6 separate regions of the Mus musculus genome follow, and regions 1, 2, 3, 4 and 6 are each linked to region 5. Evidence: chromatin contacts called from public Hi-C, HiChIP or PLAC-seq and promoter capture Hi-C data. All regions are on one chromosome and are shown on one strand. The core of a region is the stretch at or near the end of the contact, and the rest is flanking DNA. Distances in the headings are between cores, read along the strand shown.

The links. Promoter capture Hi-C pulls out the DNA fragments that hold promoters and counts their contacts. A called contact is a pair of places that touch in the nucleus more often than the background predicts. HiChIP or PLAC-seq counts read pairs in DNA pulled down with a chosen protein or histone mark.
Region 1: a promoter capture Hi-C map of the 3T3-L1 cell line shows a contact between it and region 5, with 6 times the contacts expected there. The contact joins the enhancer-like site here to the promoter of Per2 in region 5. A contact is called at or near these places in 6 of 39 promoter capture datasets (the 3T3-L1 cell line, cranial neural crest, frontonasal cranial neural crest and 2 more), 2 of 115 datasets of contacts at active chromatin or transcription factors (forebrain and pancreatic cancer cells) and 1 of 9 other capture datasets (embryonic trunk).
Region 2: a contact with region 5 is called in a promoter capture Hi-C map of the SN4741 cell line, with 2.6 times the contacts expected there. The contact joins the promoter of Twist2 here to the promoter of Per2 in region 5. A contact is called at or near these places in 9 of 39 promoter capture datasets (the 3T3-L1 cell line, 3T3-L1-derived adipocytes, the SN4741 cell line and 3 more), 2 of 484 Hi-C or Micro-C datasets (both in embryonic stem cells) and 1 of 115 datasets of contacts at active chromatin or transcription factors (pancreatic cancer cells).
Region 3: a Hi-C map of CD8 T cells shows a contact between it and region 5, with 2.9 times the contacts expected there. The contact joins the promoter of Ramp1 here to the promoter of Per2 in region 5. A contact is called at or near these places in 5 of 39 promoter capture datasets (the 3T3-L1 cell line, the C10 cell line, the HPC-7 cell line and 1 more), 1 of 15 datasets of contacts at CTCF or cohesin (the NIH/3T3 cell line), 3 of 484 Hi-C or Micro-C datasets (CD8 T cells, embryonic stem cells and granulocyte-monocyte progenitors), 4 of 115 datasets of contacts at active chromatin or transcription factors (the HPC-7 cell line, memory CD8 T cells, pancreatic cancer cells and 1 more) and 1 of 9 other capture datasets (adipose tissue).
Region 4: a contact with region 5 is called in a promoter capture Hi-C map of the HPC-7 cell line. The contact joins the promoter of Rbm44 here to the promoter of Per2 in region 5. A contact is called at or near these places in 4 of 39 promoter capture datasets (the C10 cell line, the HPC-7 cell line and hematopoietic stem and progenitor cells).
Region 6: a FOXA1 HiChIP or PLAC-seq map of pancreatic cancer cells shows a contact between it and region 5. The contact joins the enhancer-like site here to the promoter of Per2 in region 5. A contact is called at or near these places in 1 of 484 Hi-C or Micro-C datasets (liver), 3 of 115 datasets of contacts at active chromatin or transcription factors (memory CD8 T cells, microglia and pancreatic cancer cells) and 1 of 9 other capture datasets (liver).

The regions. Positions count from the first base shown.
Region 1 is chr1:91,963,197-91,966,551 of GRCm38.p6, reverse strand. Hdac4 (histone deacetylase 4) reads left to right here. Exons shown (of 27, transcript NM_207225.2): 17 at 1,726-1,772. Among named protein-coding and RNA genes, the nearest start is that of Gm46242, 85 kb to the right of the region's middle. RefSeq lists an enhancer at 592-3,355. Within about 2 kb of position 1,866, at least 26 of the 459 cell types and tissues checked have an H3K27ac peak or open chromatin away from gene starts, as enhancers often do.
Region 2 is chr1:91,799,337-91,802,732 of GRCm38.p6, reverse strand. It overlaps Twist2 (twist basic helix-loop-helix transcription factor 2), which reads right to left and starts at 1,272. Exons shown (of 2, transcript NM_007855.3): 1 at 584-1,272. The coding sequence starts at 1,106. The coding sequence ends at 624.
Region 3 is chr1:91,178,309-91,181,611 of GRCm38.p6, reverse strand. It overlaps Ramp1 (receptor (calcitonin) activity modifying protein 1), which reads right to left and starts at 1,790. Exons shown (of 3, transcript NM_016894.3): 1 at 1,472-1,790. The coding sequence starts at 1,523.
Region 4 is chr1:91,143,617-91,146,569 of GRCm38.p6, reverse strand. Rbm44 (RNA binding motif protein 44) reads right to left here and starts at 1,467. Exons shown (of 16, transcript NM_001033408.4): 1 at 1,401-1,467.
Region 5 is chr1:91,458,051-91,461,041 of GRCm38.p6, reverse strand. It overlaps Per2 (period circadian clock 2), which reads left to right and starts at 1,714. Exons shown (of 23, transcript NM_011066.3): 1 at 1,714-1,869.
Region 6 is chr1:91,094,357-91,097,443 of GRCm38.p6, reverse strand. All of the region lies in intron 12 of Lrrfip1 (leucine rich repeat (in FLII) interacting protein 1), which reads right to left. Among named protein-coding and RNA genes, the nearest start is that of Lrrfip1, 42 kb to the right of the region's middle. Within about 2 kb of position 1,568, at least 126 of the 459 cell types and tissues checked have an H3K27ac peak or open chromatin away from gene starts, as enhancers often do. A contact at or near this core is called in liver, memory CD8 T cells, microglia and 1 more, where this site is marked.

The sequences.
Region 1 (3,355 bases), core at 617-3,116, 510 kb before region 5:
AAGTACCTGCTCCATCACCACCTAACCCCCAAGACCCACGCTTAAGTTTCTACAGCGTCCTCACCACAGACCTACACAAATGTCTTTGACCTAAGTACTTGAAACATTGTAATAGCAGTTATCCCAAGCCCTGTTAACATAGCCCTAATTAGATGTTTAAATACTGCTGTGCTTTTCTTTCCTTTTTCAATCCACACGTTTCTCTGCTGTGTACAAAGGCCATTTGTAGTTCTTCACTGATGTGCCTTTCCACATAGGACTGAAGTGAGTGGCAGGTGTGGTGGGCTGGATGCCATCCCTAGAGACAAGGAGGGGCCTAACAGCCGTGCTGGAGAGGAGAACCTGGCGTGGGTGACTCTAAAGCAGGCTAAGCAGACCTCTGAAAGCCTGGCTCTCACAGAGAGTGTGAGTTACCTCTCCTACCTCATCCACACCCTAAAACATCAGCCCTCCTTCTGCTGTGAGTGGACATAGTCCTTAAGGCTAGACGTCATGCGCGTTGTGCAGCCTGATTGAAGCAGTTGTGACCCCAAACCACCAACAGCTAGAGCTAGGCTGTGGCCCAAGCTGGCATGATGACATGAAAGATAATCAGTCTAGAGCAGGGACCCTTGAATAAACTAACAATAGACACCCAAGCTCATCCTTGTCATGAACAGGATGCCCTACCTCCTACTCAAGTGTGCTTTCTGTGCTTAATAGAGGATAAAGTTCCCTTGTCCTTTTTTGCTGGCTGGATTATGAACATGACAATATTCCAGTGATTGACATCTATAACATACACAGTGTTGGCTATAATTTCAAAGGGAGATATACTTCCATAGCCCTGGCTACCACATAAGCAGTATGCATTTCCTGAAGGAAGTCTCAGTGTCTGGGCAGAGGAGCTCTCCATCCCCCACATGGCCAACTCTTAACCCCCTGGAGATTCCCCTCTGCTGCAAGAACCTAAGTATGCAAAGCTTAAAACATTTGAATTTGTTGCCCACCTCTCACTGAAGGAAAGATGGATTTACTGTTCCTGTTCTGCCTCCCATGTTTTTATATGCAAATAAAGACCAAGACCTGGACCTAGGCTGTGGGTGTTCGTCCATTTAAGGAGAATGGCAGGGATAGTAAGAAGCTGGCCCAGGCAGGAACCAAGTGCCCTAGCCATCAAGAAACAATAGGAAGTGGAAGGCCACACAGAGCTGTGAATTTGAGGACTCATAGTAGCAGGAAATATGCAGGCATGTCCTTGTTCCTGCACTGTCCATAATGGCTTAGTGCATTTAGCTGCAGGCCAGGAGTGGGCGAGTTTACTCAGATCCATGCTAGGAACTCCAGCCAGATATGTAAACACAACCAGCCTCCCCTAACCCCTAGATCTGCCAGCCCTCAACAGAAGAGGTTCTGTTCTGTAATAGGAACACTGTCAGGTACAAACAAGCTCCCCTACCCACAAGATGTATGGGCAGCATGGTGTCTGGACTGTGCAAGGCTGTGCCAACTCCTCAGGGGCCCACTCCCACCTCCTGTGGCTGCCTACCCATAAAACGCTGCTTCCTTTCAGACTCTGGCAGAGCCACTCTCCTTGCCCTTGCTGCCTGGTGGTAGAGTCTTGCAGCAGAGCCTGTGGGACTCTAAGAACCAGTCTTGTCCTAGGGTCCACAGCATGCTTTTCAGACTGGGCACTCACAGAGCCAGTGCTACCCTGATCTTCTGACCCTGTCCTTCTCCCCACAGGCTCGCTGACCTCAGTGTTCGTCAGGCTTCCTTGTGGTGGTGTTGGGGTAAGCATTTCTTTAATGTGTAAATAATGTCCTGTTTGTTCTCAGGGCCTCAGTGGTCACAGAAATCATTGCCTTGCTCTCTCGAGTGGGTAATGGCTGCCAGGTGTTTTCCATAAACAGTACTATGGGGTGGGCGGGGCCATCTGGGGCTTCAAAGGGACTGAGAGCGTTTTTGGTTTTTTTTGGTTTTTTTGTTTTTTTTGTTTTTTTTGTTTTTTTTTCACGGAACTCAGGCACCTTTCTTTGGGGAAGGTTGTCTAACAATGCATCTTACTAGGCCACAGCTCTTACGCACCTCATGTGTACACTGTGCCTCATGGCGTACGTTCACAGCAGTGCTACATGCTTGTCCATACAGGCCACAGAGGCCTCTTAGGGAATTGTGGACTTTTCTTGCCACGCTCTAGTTTGTACTCCAGATAGTTTTCTGTGCAGTGACCAGAGCATCCATGGGTCAGATGACATTTGTAAGACATTCTCTGGTTTATGGTGGCCTTGCATTTCTATAACCAGGTGATACGAGTAGCTAGTCACTTGGAGAACAGACTCAGACACACAAATGACAAAAAACTAGGCAGCCGTCAAGATATCTACTCCACCTGTGTAGACAGCCTTAGCTTGTGCTGCCAAATTGGCCTCAGGAGGCAGAGGTTCTGCAGTACTCTTGTCCCCTGGGATAAGAGAGTGGGACCAAGCCTCCTGTCTGATCTTCTGACCTTCAGAGTCACAACAGCGCCTGGTGTGTTGGGCCAACACATGGCCAAACTTGTCCTAGCAAAACCTGTGCTGTGTTTGATCACAGATTGTGAGGTGAAGCTGAGGTCTGGATTCTGTTATGGAAATGAAACAAAATTGTTTTCTTCCTGAGTCTTTACAGAAATCGCTGCTTTGAAAATTGCCCCGTCAGAAAGAGAATGATGGCATCTATTCATACTACCACCAAGCTCTCCTGGAGTTATTTTGTTTTGTATTGTAAATAGGCTGCAATCTCTTAATTCAGGGCAAATTTTTGGCCCAACTTGAAAAGATTTGGATTTGCACTGCCCTGCAGCCAGAGGGTCCTGTGCGAGGCAGCATTTATAATTTGCAAATGAAAACTAAATGCAAGCTCAGACCTAGGGGTCAAACCCAGGCAGACTCCTGCACAACTAACCCCAGATCTGAGGTCCAACCGGCATGCCAAATGAATGCAGGCGTACTGAACAGATGTGAGGGGAGCCCATGGGGCCCAGCCTGCAGAAGGGAGGCCCAGAGGCAGCAAGGCAGCCCAGAAGCTCTGACTTAGTGTCTCTTTGGGTCTCTGCTACAGCCATGGACTCAGTTTTCCTCCCAAGATTTCCAGGGCTCGCTCCCCCTCCACCCACTGAGGTGTCAGAAAGAGCAGTGCAGATGCTATGGGAAATCTGAGACCTGTGTGGGATGAGGAGTGGGGACCTAAGGGCAGGCCCCTCTGTACCTGGAAGCAGCTTCCCATTGCCAGTTCTGTCATATGGTAGTTCTTTTAGAATGTAAAAAACCAATCCTTATTCGCTCTGTTAAGTAAAAGTTTGAAATACTTTTGATCTTTTTTTTCCAAACCAAAT
Region 2 (3,396 bases), core at 23-2,522, 340 kb before region 5:
TTTGCTCCTCTGTGAACCTGGAGCCCCAGCGCTGAACAGAAACCTCTCTGCCGCGCCAGGGGCCAGCATCATCTTACGTACTGAGCCGGCTAGGGCTTGAACGCCCTAGCATCCAAGGCGCGGGCCGGAACTGCGGATCAGAAAGAGCGGATTGTCTGTACCACGCGTGGGCTCCTCAGCTCCATAGAATGAGCGCGAGGCAACAGGTCGGCCACAACCCAGCGGGCATCGCATCTCCTGGCCTCCGCTGGCCTAAGGAAGACGTTTTGACAACCGCTCCCCACAGAGTCACCCACAGATACCCATCCACCAAAAATGAAAAGTGACCATTTGTCCAATAAGTGTATTTGGACCCTGATGGGGAACCACAGGCGGGTGGATTCCGAACGGATACCCTTGGCAAAAGACCTTGGGCGTGCCCCCGGGGTAGGAGAGTTTTCTCAGGTCGCGCCAACCCTTGCAGGGTGAGGAAGCTCACCCCATCCCTGTGCGGTTGCCTGAGGTACCTTCACGAGGAGAGATACACTGGCCCGTCCGCCCACCCACCCGTGCGTCGTGGATGCCCACCACACGCAGCACCTACCCTGGCTTGCGGCTCCGGAGGTGGATGGCACGGCGCGGCGCTAGTGGGAGGCGGACATGGACCACGCGCCCTCCATGCGCCACACGGAGAAGGCGTAGCTGAGACGCTCGTGAGCCACGTAGCTGCAGCTGGTCATCTTATTGTCCATCTCGTCGCTCTGGAGAACCTGGTAGAGGAAGTCTATGTACCTGGCGGCCAGCTTGAGCGTCTGGATCTTGCTGAGCTTGTCAGAGGGGAGCGTGGGGATGATCTTGCGCAGCGCGGCGAAGGCCTCGTTGAGCGACTGGGTGCGCTGGCGCTCGCGCACGTTGGCCAGGATGCGCTGGCTCTGCAGCTCCTCGAAAGACTGCGCGCTCGGGCTGCCCTTCTTGCCGCGCTTACCCGGGGTCGGGCTGCCATCTTCGCTCGATTTCTTGCTGTAGCGCCGCTTCCGGCCGAAGCGCTTGGGCTGCCTCTCCAGCTCTTCCTCACTGGTGCCCAGACTGTCCACGGGGGACACCGGCGAGCTGGAGCCCTCCTCCATGGCGCCCGCCCGGCGCGCGTGGGGCTGGGGGGCGCCGAGCGCACGCCACTGGCCAAGCCCGCGGCCGCCGAGCACAGGCTCCCGGGTCGCTCTCAAAGGCTCTGATTTCGAGGCCGGCTTGTGCAAAACCGAGGTCTCCGGGAGAGGAAGTTATTCTAACTTTTTTGGAAACTCTATCCCGGCTGGGTTGCTAAATAGCTGTCAGGAGCGAGGGCGGCGCGCTGATTGGCCACCGTGGCCAGGGGCAGGACAAATTCTGGGGCCTTCGCCGGCCGCCCCCGCCCCCCCCCCCCCCCCCGGGCGGCACTTTCAGTTTTGTCTCCGCTTTTTTCGGCCCTGACTGTGGCCCGCATCTCGGAGGCCAGATCCGCGCGCTCAGCCTGCGCTCCTACCCCAGGCGCGGGCCGCTAATCAGCGGTGCTGACCTCTAAGTTCAACGGTGCCTGCCTTTGTCTGAGTCTCCTGGAGCAGATTTGGCCCTGCCAGGGTTCAGGGTCTCTGCGAGGGGTGGAGGAGGCAAGTCCAAGCCCAGATGTGCTCCGTGGACCAAGGACGCAGCTGGGAGCCTCTTGGGGCGCGCACTGAGACCTCCGGCGTCTGCAACGCGATCCTGCCCGCAGTGAGTGGAGCTGTGCAGGCAGAGTGCCACGACCCGGGGCAGGGCAGATACTCGCCTGTTGGCAGAGATGTCCACCCCCACGATCTCGCCTCTAGGATCTATAGAGACGCCGCCCGGCTCGGGCCAGTATGCAAGTTGGAGATCCTTTTTCAATCCCGATTTTCTGGGCTACTTCAGCCTGGACACGTTTTCAGAACCTGCCCCCTAAATGCTTTATAGCTTAGGCATCACAGCGAGCCTCTGCGGGAGCGCCCATGTGCCCGCCATGCCTGCCTACCTGACCTTGCCCTGAGTGTTGGATCCCGGTTTGGGGTTCAGCCTCAGCCTCTGTACTGTGCTTCACTTGCAGGCGGGTGGTGGGCCCAGAACACTGAGACTAGGGAGAGGCTGAACCTGTCTGAAGTCCCCTGCCCTGGGCACTGATGGGCAGGGCAGGAGGGCTCAGGATTGCAGAACATTGGGCCAGGCCTTGGTGAACAGACATCACGGATCCCGGCCCTTTGCCATCTGGACTCTGAGCGCCGAGCGCCAGCCAGCGCGTTTGAAGTGCTTGGGGTCTCTTTGTTCGCCAGGCCGCTCTAGCTGGGGCCTGGAGGTGGTTTACAGCTTCCTTGCCTTTGAACCTATTCCCAGGTGACCCGGGCTCAACTAGGCCAGGCTTGAGCATGGCTGTCAGAGAAGCCCTGTGATCAAGGGCTAACTAGGTCTTATTGAAGTTGAACCTGAGGCCAGAGACTGCTACAGCCTCAGCCACTCCTGGGGGCAGTGGGGAGGGCCCCCGATGTGGGGCCCTCGGGTTGAGACCACTGTCTAAGGAGCTGGAAGAGCTGTGTATGCCACTTCTTGCCCCCTCACCAAAGGCCTGGGCTCTCCACCTTTGGGGACATGCAACACGCACCACTGGAACAATGCTCTGTGGAGAGCAGGCCCACTCACAGAGGACTGTCACAGCTCTGTGGCTCCTTAAACATTCTCAGGCTTCAGAAGGGTAGTTAAAGGTCTCCTTCAGCCACAGTGCCCATTGCCAGGCTGACTTGCCTTCTGGGAAGGCCACATTTTATCCAATGTCCCTTTCCTTCATCTTTTAAAAATTCAAAGTTCCTTTAAGGACCAAAAAACCGCATCCAGATCCCAGCTTCCTGCCTGCATGAGACGGCCTTTCCTGGGACTTCCGGGTGGAAGGCATAGGGTGCAGGCATGCTGGGTCACGTTTGGGTGTATCACTCAAACGGGTGAGGCATCTCCTGACCTGGATCCCCTTTAAAGTCCGGCTTAAATAAATAAATCAGGTGATACTGTCCTCCCTCTGTAACCAAAGGGTGTTTTCCCAACAGAAGCCTTCTGGTGCCCAGCCCAGCAGCCACCCCCTCCCCTGTGTCTGTGTTTCTCTTTCTCACTGTCTTCTCCTCTCCCCTCCTCCCTTCCTCCACCAGGCAGAGGTCATAGTTGAGAGGGAAAGGAAAACAGCCCAGCCAAGAAGCCTGGTAGGTCTCAAGCTGCCTGCCCGGGCTCAGTTCAGCCAGAGGATGGGGGTGGGGACATTGCATGGAACATAGAGCTGCCACTCAGAATGGGGGCTCCCCTTTACATAGGACAGTAGTTCTCAGCCTTCCTAATGCTTCGACCCTTTAATACAGATTCTCATGGGTGGTGACTCCCCGAACCAACCAT
Region 3 (3,303 bases), core at 541-3,040, 280 kb after region 5:
AGATCTGGCCAGTAGCAGGGCTCGTGAAGAACACTATGAGCTCAGTGATTCCGCTCATCACAGCTGGGTTCCCAAGTCATTAATTCACCGATAACCTCATAGAGTTGTGTTTGTTCTCCCAAGACATAACATCAGCCAGACTGCTCAGGGCTACGTCAAGAGCACAGGTCATTGGACTGAGAGCAGAGCCCTTTTCTTGGTAAACACAGGCGGTCCTTACATGTGGTCAAGCATAAGTGTTCTATTTACACAAGCCTTCCAGGGTGCAGACTCTGGTGCACTAGTAAAGAAACTTAATTTATTTGCTTATTCTTAAATAAAAGGGGGTGGGGGAGGGGCCCAACCAGCTCCCTGTGCTGCTAATGTTCATCTCTTAGGAAACTGAAGCTAAAATTTCACATCAAGCCAAAAGGATCTGAACATAGCCAAAGACAGCAACATTATTATAAGGTTTTGATTTTCACGCAAGTTTAGCCAACACATATAAGGGGCAAATCCACCTTTAGATTCTATTACACAGAAACAGATTTTTAAAGTGTAGATCTGGCACTCCCTGGCAAGGATTAAAAACAGGAGAGCTCTGCCCTGCAAACGGTAGGTGTCCAGTGCTGTTCCTGCCCAGTCACCGGGGACAGGCCACACTGCCCCAAGCTGCTTCCTTGGCTATAAACAGCACTAGTGGGCAGCCTTTGCCACCACCAGAGCCTGTGCAGCAGGTGCCTCTGACCAATACCATGGGTATGGGAAAAGACCACAAGAATCATCAAGCCACAGGCCCTTCCAGGGACACTGGACCGACTCTTTGTTTGCTTTCGTTAAAATGTAGCTATGTACCTGAATTATGTCCAAGAGGTATGACAGCCCCGGGTCCTGAGAACGTTACAGACAAGGGAACTGAGATGGGCAGTTTCTTGTTAGTCACCCCTGGGCTACAGTTTCTGATCAATCTAAAACAAAATCCCAAGCAAGTCTGCCACCTCTAATATTTATTAGCCACACACGCCAACAACAACCACCCTTCACCCCTAGCCTCCCACCCTCCGTGGAAATAATAGTCTCAACCAGCAACTGTTGTAGGTGAGAGTCAGGCTTCCAGTTGTCCTTAGTGTCCGGATCCCTAAGCTGTGGCTCTGGTTGAAGACTGCACATCTGTAAGCTGCTTCTGGCTCAGGGAGCTTGCATCAGTTTGGAGAACTGAAGTGCCGACAGGGGAACCCCGCGACCCTATCCCTCCCGGAAAGCAAGCTGCCCATTGTATGATCAAAAGTTGCTGATGCCTTCGGATGGCCCGCTGGATGATGTGCCCAAGCCACCTCGTCTCCGTGGCAGCGTAAGGTGGTGCAGCGCCCCCTCCCCCGCCCCCATCACCACTCTACTGTCTTGCCCAGACCCCATGCCCTGAGTAAGGTGCGTTCAGGTGCTGCCCTCCCGGCCCCAGGTCACCACCAACGCTGCAGCCCGGGCTACTCACCCAGCAGCAGCCAGAGGCCGCACCGCGGGAGGCCCCGCAGGCCCGGGGCCATGGCAAGCAGAGCCCCACCGTCCCAGCGCCTTGCCGAGCTCTGCGCCCGCTGGAGACGCGCCGGGGGCGGGAGCTAAGGAGAGACCGCGCCCGGCCCACTGCGGCTCCCACGCCCGCGGCTGTCGAGGGCGGAAGCTGGCGGGCGGCACCTGAGGCTGGAGCGCGGCTGGGACTAGAGGGGAGCCTCCTGGAATGTCTGCAGGGCCGGATGGGCTTGGAGGGTCTCCAGGTCCCCAAACTCAGCACCTCGCTCTGACGGCTGGGTTCCTCAGCTATCCTGTGGGCTCTGCAAACACCCCGTGGTCCCATCTCCTTTTCCCCGTGGGGTGCTGGAGTGGTGTGGCCAAAACCAGCCCTGACAACCAACGTCTGTAGGACAAGAAGTGGAACCTCAGGAAAGATGGTCAGTGGGAACAAGGCTCCTTGGAGGGACAAAGGTGTGCTTGACAGCAGGTGGTGACAAGCCAGGGTAGGGTAGCAGAGTCCATGAATACCGAATTTAGGGACAAAAGGAATTGCTAGGTAAAAAGGTGAGACTTCCGTTGGGGTTGGCTACTGGCCATGACTCTACACAGGATGGACCAGTAGTGGTAAGGGAGACTTGGGTGTGTGAATATGAGCAAGAAAGGCCATGTAACACCGGCAAGCTGAGAACCCTGGGGCAGATACCCCAAGTACAGGCTAGGCCTGACCTGGAGAGTCATGGATGCAGCAGCTCAGACTAACTGAGCAGGTCTGCACTCTGCACGCTGCAGGTGAGCAGACTATCACTGGCCCCATACACTGGCAGAGACTTCACTCAGGTTTACAATACTGGTGGGTGAGCAGCGTTCCTCACAGCAAGGGGAACAAGGCTAGAGGCTGCTGCCACCTTCTGGCCAAGCGCTCAGGACCCTTAACAGCAACCTGGTATTCATCCTGAACACAGGCCAAGCCGACATTTGGGGTTCATAAACCTATGTCTTGGGGACCCCACATGTCCTAAAGTCAAGGGGACATGGGGAAGGGAACACATTCTTTTGGCTTGGCTAGCCCTTCGTTTTGAACCTTATGAAGCCCTGCCAGGAGGCCAGCCTCCTTTCATGGACAGACATGGGAGTACGGGCAAGTCATGGCTGGAAAGCAGCTGAGCCCTGCCTCATTCAGTCCTTCCTTTCATGTCTGCAGCTCAGAATCTAGGCTGTGAGGCTCCCCAGTAATTGCCCTGAGTTTCTCCCAATTCACACAGAAAGGATGCAACTCGTTGACACCCGGCCTTAGTGTGGCTGCCCTAGGACTGCAGGTTGGCATCTTCAGTCTGTGAGATTTGCTCACTTCTAACTGGTCATCAGCAGCATTGGATCCCCTCTCACATGGGCATGTGCTGACACTGCGTTAAAAGACTGTCAGAGGGAGAGAGGCATTAAGGTAGAAGTCAGCAGGTCTACTTCTGTACAACACCTTCAGTGGATACAGTTCCCATTTATACACGGAAAAGTAACCAGACCTCAGCAATTGCCACAGTAGACAGTTCAGGGAGCCCTGAGAACAAGAAATCAAGGCAGCCTGGGGCTGCCTACTAAGTTTCCAGACTTCAGCAGGATGAGGGAAGCCATAGTCCAGAAACCAATCTAAGAAACAGAGAGAACGCCTCGGGAAGACATCTGAGAGAGGCAGAGGGCAGGCTTCACACTGTACGTAAGGACACTCCCTGAAGTGCACAGCAGCAGCAGCAGAGCATGTGCACACACAGTCTGGAGCAGCCCAGCTTCCGCTACCGTAGAGGGAAACAAACTGTGCTC
Region 4 (2,953 bases), core at 218-2,717, 310 kb after region 5:
GTGTAGTGAATGCGTTAGTATCTATCTACACTCAGGAGGCAGAACTCGATGAATCTGAGGCCAGCCTGAATCTCAGAATGAATTCCAGGTCAGTCAGAGCAACATCCTAAGACCCTGTCTACCCAAAATAAACAACAAAACCAAAACAATAAAAGATGTTACTTCCTTAAGATTTGGAAATGAAGCATCACATTCATAAAAGTCTCTGGGTGAAATAAATCACAATGGAAATCATAAAACATTTTGAAATTTAGTATGTAGTATGCAGCTAAAATAGCACTCATTTACAGCTTTAGGGGTTGGGCACTCTAAGTCAGTGGTAGACTGACCACTTGCCTAACACATCTCATGCAGCAAACCTGGGTTCAAGAACCAGCACACACCATCAATAGAAAATAGTATTGAATCCTTTCACTACAAAAGATTTACCAGAAATGCCTGAAGGTTCTGAAGAAACAAGAAACCAGGCATGTGCTGGAGAGACGGCCCAGTGGTTAGGCGCACTTATTGCTCTATGACGGTGCAAGTGGGATTCCCAGCACCCACAGTGGGTGACTCAGAACCAAAGTCCAGCTCAGGACTGATGGCCTCTTCTGTTCTCTGCGGGCAATCGTGCATGCAAACAAGACAAAAGTTGTTTCTTAAAAACAAATGGAATTGATACTCTTTATAAGACTTGGTCTGAGAAAACATAAACCACTAACCTATTGGCAATATTAAAGCGATAATAGAGGATTAAAACACTTTCTCTAACAAATCTGACAACTCTTCAATGGTCTCTTAGCACCTAAGGAAATTAAATCTCTATTTACAAACTTCTCCTCAAAGAAAATGACAGGTGTGGATTGCTGATGAATCCTTATAATCAAGAGATAAACCCAGGATTTTATCTTATGATGTGAGGAAAAAGGCAAGACTTACCAGCATGTTTTTTTTTTCTTTTACCAGAACTAGCATAGTCATTTTTTTTCTTTTTTAATCAGATACGTGTACTGATGTGTGCCTGCGTGTCTGTATGTGCACCATGTGTGTGCAGACGCCAGAGAACAACCTTTGACCTCAGTGACAACACTGTCACTGAGTGCCCACTTGTCTCTTTAGTCACTCTCACAGTGCTTGTGGCGAGCCTGGGGACCTGGCTCAGTGGCAGAACCCTTGCCTAGCATGAAGGAGCCCCCTGGGTTCCATGCCCAGCACCTAACCAATAGGTGTGTCGATGCATAGGGTGACTTCCAGGCCAGCCTGCAAGAGCAAATTACTACCGTGGTGGTGGGATCAAAAAAATGCAACTGAGCGGGCACTTTGCTGCAGGGCAGCATAGGTCCGAACAGGCTCCTACCGGCCCCTGTTGCCCAGGGTGTGGGTGAGGCTAGGGTGTCTCGCCTCCATTCCGGGCTCACCGTAAGTGTCGTCTGTGTCCCTGCTGTCAACCTCTCCTCCAGGTTGCTCTCTCCTCCTCTACTTTCCAAGGAGTAGTGTCCCAGGGTTTAGCGGGTAACGGCTGCCGGAGGCCCACCCACCGCTCGAGGAGAGCTCCTATTGGCTGTGTAACAGGGTGGCTCCATGATTGGCCTGGTGGGGCTTAAATGCGCGGGAAGGAGCTGCACGGGGCTTGGATTGGACTCGCTGGGAGTATCTTCTCGCGAGACTTAAAAGGCGCTAAGCGGGTGAGTGCCTGTGGTTTGTAGAGCTGTGTGTGCCCTAGACATGGAACCCCGTGGCTTGCGCTTTGCTGCATCCTGCATCCTCTTTGCGGGGTGAGGGGGTCTAGAGTGGGGCACTTATTTGCCTCTGGGACAAAATGTATGGGCGTACAACAAAATTCAGAAAGCAAGAGATTGTTTCAGTACAATCATTAAAAACAAAAAAGTAACAGAAAAAGACTCAAAATGAGAAAATTATCCAAACCAGTATCCTTTTTTTTTTTTCTCCTCTCTTCCATTTTGGTCAGGTTGTAAACGGCTCCATGGAGAACACTGTTTGTGATCCTGTTTTTATTTAGTTTGGTATCATGGATCTCTTAGTATTCATTTTGATTTTTATATGACTGCATTAAAAGATTATTTGAGCCAGGCAGTGGTGGCGCACGCCTTTAATCCCAGCACTTGGGAGGCAGAGGCAGGTGGATTTCTGAGTTCGAGGCCAGCTTGGTCTACAAAGTGAGTTCCAGGACAGCCAGGGCTACACAGAGAAACCCTGTCTCAAAAACAAACAAACAAACAAAAAACAACAAAAAAACACAAAACAAAAGATTATTTGATTGCTGAGGTTTTAAATTTTCATTATATACATATTTTTTAAAGCTTTTTATTTGTAATTACGCCTATATGCGTGTTTCTCGGTGGGTAGGTACACGTTGAGTGCGCTGTCTTTAGGGGCCAGAAAAGGGCATGGAATTCTCTGAAGTTGGAGTTCATAGGAGGTTGTGAGCCCTGGTGGTCCTGGGATTCCAAATGGAGTCCTCTATGGGAACTGTATGTACTCTTAACCACTGAGCCATCTCTCTAGCCCCTCCCACATACATATTTTGTTTGTGTTCTCAGTACAGATACGGTAGATAATTTAAGCTTGCACAAAATTAGACGATCCAGGAGGACCAACATCTCAATAGCATCATAGGTGACTTTACTTGTCTGAACATAATTACCAAAGAGTAGTGGAGGCCCTTTCAATAAGGACAAAATGGGTTTAAACCTGGGTCTACCTTCAAACTGCTCCATCAGAGACAGAGGCCTCATTTATTCTTTTATTAATAAATTGATTTGCCAAACTCATATTGACCTACCAGCAGCTGGGTGCTGTTCAGTAATGAATTGGAGACTGTGAATAAGTTTGTGGGCCTGCACAGTGTCACCTTGCAGTAACTCAATTGCTCATGCAAGTCTCCTCTTACCTATAGTGAATTTGTGTTTAATTTCTGAAATCACCATTTCATTCAGAGATGCTACTGAGA
Region 5 (2,991 bases), core at 465-2,964:
CTAAACTTAGGGAGGAACTGTGACATTACATTGCAGGCCAAATGTAGAGCAAGACAAGAAAAAGCTGAGCATGAAGGAGACTCTGCCAGGTGGATGAGCTGTGTACTCTTGTTTCCAGAACAATGTAGCCACCATTGCCGTCAATGTAAGCGAGGAAACAAAAGGCCCTTTGGGTGTGTGCAGGGTGCAGCTTGGCCCAGCTCTGCTCAGTGTTTGTGTGTGTTGGGGAGTGTGGTGAGGTGTCAGTGTCAGAGGAACCAGAGGTGCTGCCCTGCCCCCTGCAGTGTGAGTCAACATCTGGCTTCCCAGGGCTTCTTTGGAAAGGGCTGCTGAAATGAACTTAGTCTCTGCCCCCATCTGCATCTGAGGAATTGCATGCCTGTCCTGCCAGGCAGACAGAAAGAAGTAGCTCCCACACGGAATTCTTGAATGTGGGTTAGCCGGCTGTGTACACCAGCAGCTCAGTTTGTTAGCAGACTTCTGTTGCTAATGTTTGCCTCCTTTCCATTCCTGGTTCCTAGGACACCCCAGGGGAAGATTCAGAGTAGTGGATGCTACTAGGCTTCAAGTTCCCTGGCAATGACAAATGACCTTTTTACCCTTGGAAGACGTGACAAGCTTGCCTTCTCCATCACACCTTGCATGAGTCTTTAGGTTGTTCTCTGTCAGCCTCAAACCCGCTCCGAGGAAACTTCTACTCCCTCCTTTGACCCTTTGGACAGGAGCCTGAACGCTTTAGTAGGCTTCCAGACAGTGCTCTTGAAAGAACCAAATAGCTTCAACCAAGGTTCCACAGGGGCAGGGCTGTCCTATCACTGGAGGAGTACCCTCCCCTGACTAGCTAGTGTCTGTAGCTTCCACTTCAGAAAAGCCCTGCTGTTCCAGATGCACACCCCGCTTCCATAGTTCCTGTAAGGTTAATAAACTACACCACCGCATTTGGTTAAGCTTCCCTGTAGAACGTCAGTCTTCTCTCCCTATGTGATTGAGGGCAGGAAGAAATCACTTCTTTCCTTTGTATCTCTGCACGGCAATTATGACCTTATTTCCTGAATCAACACTAACTAGCAACACGCAGTTTCAGAAACAAGAAAGGCTAAGTGGGAGTTTTGTGCTTTGGCCCATCTGGAATGACGGTCAGCCTGGGGGGCCTGTCCTAGGGTCACCCAGCCTGTCCTGGGAAGGTGCTCAGCAGCAGATCCAGAGGGGCCGTCCTATTTGCCCTCAAGCGTCTCGCCATGAATGAATGAGAGGGGAAATGAATGAACTGGGCTGGATGAGCGAAAGGTGTCAGCAGAGAGCATTCTCGGTCCTTCGGATTACCGAGGCTGGTCACGTCGTCGCAGGTGATAGGCCGGTGGCCCTGGTCTCTGCCGGCTGTGAGTTGCGCAGCGGCCAAGCACCATTCCCCCGCGCCGCAGTGGTACGCGCCACTCCGGGGCTGCACGAGCGGGCCACCGCCGTGCCAGGTGAATGGAAGTCCCGCAGGCCGGAAGTGGACGAGCCTACTCGCCCGGGCGCGGGGGGGCGCAAGAGCGCGCAGCATCTTCATTGAGGAACCCGGGCGGCGAACATGGAGTTCCATGTGCGTCTTATGTAAAGAGAGCGACGGGCGTCTCCACCAATTGATGAGCGTAGCTCTCAGGTTCCGCCCCGCCAGTATGCAAATGAGGTGGCACTCCGACCAATGGCGCGCGCAGGGGCGGGCTCAGCGCGCGCGGTCACGTTTTCCACTATGTGACAGCGGAGGGCGACGCGGCGGCAGCGGCGCTACTGGGACTAGCGGCTCCGGGCGGCTGCGGCGCAGGCCGAGCGCACCAAGTGACGGGCCGAGCAAGGGACAGACGCGCGGGTTGACGCGGCGAAGCGGTGAGTGGCGCGGCGCTGGGCGGTGGCGCGGTGCTGGGCGGTGGCGCGGACCTGGACGGCCGTGGTCGTCTTACGTAACCGGCGGCTCGGACAGCTGGAGCTGGGGTCCTGAGCCAGGAGTTGCCGACTGTGCAAACGGCTGCAACTCGGCAGAATGTAGATGGAACTGCGCGGTGACCCTTTTCCAGGTTCACACTGCTGTCCCCATTTCTCAGGTTAGGCACTGAGGTCGGAGAGATTAGTTAGGCATCTTGTCCGAGGACACAGAGACATTGAGTGATCACGACACCAGACTGAGCACGCCGACTCCCATGGTGCTGTCCAAGGAAGCCAGGGTCAGTGCAAACTGTTCCTAGGATGGGTCCAGAGGGTCCCCTAAGGAGCTGGCTTCCTGCTATGAGTTCAGAGAGTCAAGTCTGGCCCTGGGGGAAGGACCACTGGTAGGCACTGACTCCCAGCGGTGGGAAAGGGGTTAAACAGAGAAATACCCAGTGCCAAGCCACACCTGCCCCTCCCCGCCCCTATGTCAGGGAGACCACTTTGTCCACCCACTTTGATTTCCGTGGCATCCTCCACGCCAGTATTTCCTGTCTCCAGATGGACTGGGAGTATGTCAGGAGAGGGGGGAGAGGTCCACTCTTAAGCTGGAGCAGTCACATCGTCATCCTTTGAGACATACCTTGGCTGCCAAGCACAGACATGGACCAAGAGGTGGGCGGTGGCCTGCTTCTTCTGCAAGAACCCTGGTTGCCAGGGTTTCTGTAACGTATACACAAGGAACCAGTTTGGAAAGCTGATTCATACGGAACAAGGGAGCCAGAAGGCTCCCTGGAAATCATCCAGGGTAACCCCTAGCTTGAAGAGGCACAGCCACAGGCTGGCAAGCTGTACCACTGTAAAAACCAGGCCTGGCAGTCTCAGGATCTGTTTCTCCTCCTTGGTCCACATGCTTACCAGAGGTGCAAACCTGAAGGGAAGCATGTCCACTCTGTCTTAGTCTCTGGAGTCTAGGTCGGATTCGTCTGATAACCAGAGTCTGTCTGCCTCAAGGCTTTAATTTAAAAAAGTCGGTTTTGTGTGTGTGTGTGTGTGTGTTTTAAGATATGGAAAGCACCACTTTGT
Region 6 (3,087 bases), core at 319-2,818, 360 kb after region 5:
GATGTTTATGTTATTTATTTGATGAACATCTTCTAGCCCAGTCTGTGTATCCCATGAAGGGCGAGGGCAGGTTTGCATTGCCTAACACTGTTGACTCATGACCAGACTATTCTAGGTGCTCAATTAACATGAGAAAAATATGGGGGGGGGGTGCGCGCGCATGTGTGCACTTCCTACATTTCTTTCTGTGGCTTTCCAACCAAAAGCAACTTGGGAAGGAAAAGCTTTATCTGGCTTGCACCCCCCAGGACACAGTCTGCCATAGAGGGGGCACCAGGGCAGGAACTTGGAGGTAGGAACCATGGCTAGCTTTTTTATAAAACCCAGGACTGTCTAGGGATGGTATCGCCTACAGTAGGCAGCACCCCCTACAGCAATTAAAATCATCTTTTACAGACCAACATGGTAAAGACAATTACTCCATTGAGACTCTGGTTTCAGGTGATTCTAGGCTGTGCTGACAGTTAACACTAATTAGGATGGAAAGGCTAAGTGGAGGTGGGGACGGAGTTACAGAAGAATGGGAGTGGAGTGGGGAGTGGTGCTGGAATGAGGTGGAACTCCGTCCCCTGCCACTTACATTCGGGCTGATGCATCTTGGCTCTCCTAAGAATTGTATCATTGGGAGCCCCAAACCTTTAGTCTTAGCCCTTGCAGTAGCCTATGGACACAGAGGTATATTCACGTTTTTAAAGGGGAATGAACCATCACTTCCTTTGTTTGGTGACTTTTACTCTTCGGTTGCACCACCCTGCCCCCAGTGTGTAGCACTGCCTCACTTCCTGTCTGACAGATGCAAGATGCAAAGCCTTGAGGGCTGCAGCTGACTTTTGCATTTTCTTCTGTCTTTGGCTCCTGGTAATTACTCCTGGTGAAATACTAAGCCGGGGGTATTTTCCAAGAACCAATATGGACACCAAAAACTATGTCCTATTATGGCTGGGGCAGCTCAAACCAAGCAAAAACATATGCCTTTCAGGGGGCTACTTCATCTGAAGGAGTTTATTTCTGCCTACTTGCCCCAAGTCAGGAGCAGGAGCTGTGACGTGGTGTTAACTCCATCTTTTAACCCCTGCCTTGCTGCACATCCTACTGCATGGGTCTCCCACAGAGGCCAGGATGGAGAGGTCACTGTATCCTTGTTTGTTCCAAGGACAGAGGGTGACAAACCCAGCATCTTGGTGCCTAAAAAAGCATAAAGAAAGAATAGAATCAGCCCTGTTGTTTCTAAGATTCAGGTCCAGCATTAACATAATGCTTTTCTGTGTCCCAGGGCTATGTATGCACTGGGAAGGTGGGTGTGCAATTTGGATCGGCTTTTAACAAAGTGTCAATGAAGCATGTCCAGCTTTGCTGGTGGGAAGAAACCCAGAAGCTCCTGTTCAGACTTGTGGGTCTTCCTGCCTGAGAGGGAGGAGTAGTCAGGAGCAGGCCTGGGAGAGGGACCTGGCAAAGGCTAGTGACCCTCCCACTGACTGAAGAATTTCCTGGAGGCTGCCCTGCATTTGCAGAGGGGTCACTGCACCTGAGAACCATACCCAGGAGGCTCCCCAGTTAGTGTGGAGGTACCTGGCTGTTGTGAGGTGCCAGGTTGAGTTGGGAGGCCAGCCAGTTTTCCACACATCTTTGCGCTGACCTTTGCTCACTAAATGACAACAGAAATAATGATCGAAAGATCTTTAGGGCAACAAATAAACAAACAGGTGACTGGAGAAGGGGAGGGGGGACATCTACTGATTATCTCTGCAACAGACTTAGCAGCCTTCACCGGAGGGAATACAGAGCTCTGCTGGATTGATGCATTTCTCACAGTAGCACAGAAGGGAAAGTATGACCACACCTCCAGTTCCCCACATCACAGAGATCACTTCTCTTGCCTCACAGGCTGCAGAGACCAAGACATACAATGCATGCCTCTGTGAGGAAATAACAGCCAAACTTGTTTCATGTGTGTAAATTTTCCACAGATCTGGAAAGTGCACACACAACAAAAGGATCCGAATCTGACTTCAGTCTTTCCAGTCACAGAAACCATGAACATTCCCACATCATGACCTCATCTTGATACTTAAATAAATCCAAGGGCCACGCCTAGTGATGACAAATCAGCCACCCCAGACAGTCATTGCTGGGGCAGCGGGGTGGGGTGGGGTGGGGTGGGGTGGGGTGGAGGAGGTGTTGTTAAGAATCTTTGAAAGTAAAGCTACAAACTTCTTTTGATTGCAAACACTCCACTTATTCCTCAAGTGTACAGTTGACTATTACGCACAAGAAAGAGGATTCTACACTAAAACAAATCCAATGAGCTCATCTATGCAAGTGCTGTATCTTGGGTCTGCTGCATTCTGGGATGCAGGAACCAATCCTGGGCAGTATAGTGTTCAGGAACTGAGTTCTAAACTATGTATTTATGTCTGAGCCCAGCAAAAGAGATTGGCCTGGACTGTCTGCACTTTCCACTCATGGCTTTCAAAATGTGGGCCTCCCTCCACCCACACTGATGCTATAGCCTGGGTGTGTCTCCCTACCACAGCCAAAACTGTCTGGTCAGGTGTGGTGCATATGATACACCTGTAGCCTCAGCACTTGGGATGTGGAAGCAGTCGGGATAGGAATTCAAAGATATCTTCAACTATATAGTGAATTCAAGGCCATTTGGGGATAGAAGAAAAAAACCAAGGGGCTGGGGAGGTGGCTCAGTTGGTAAAGTATTTGCTATGAGGCATGATGAGGACCTGAGTTTAATCTCTAGCAACACATTTTAAAAAGAAGAAGAGGGACGAGGAGAAGGAAGAAGAAGAGGAGGAAGAAGAGAAGAAAGAGGAAGAGGAGAGAGAGGAGGAAGAGGGAAGAAGAGGAGGAAGAAGAGGAAGAGGAGGAGGAGCAGGAGGAGGAGGAAGAGGAGGAGGGTGGGGGAAGAAGAGTAGGAGGAGGAAGCGGCAGCAGTAGAGGCAGCAGCTGGCTTTGTGGTATACAGCTGTAATTCCAGCATCCATGTAGGAGTATTCCGGGTACTTGCTGACTAGCCAGAAAATCAGCAAGAACCAGGCCTGGTGAGAAGCTCTGTCCCAAAATATTTATGTTAAC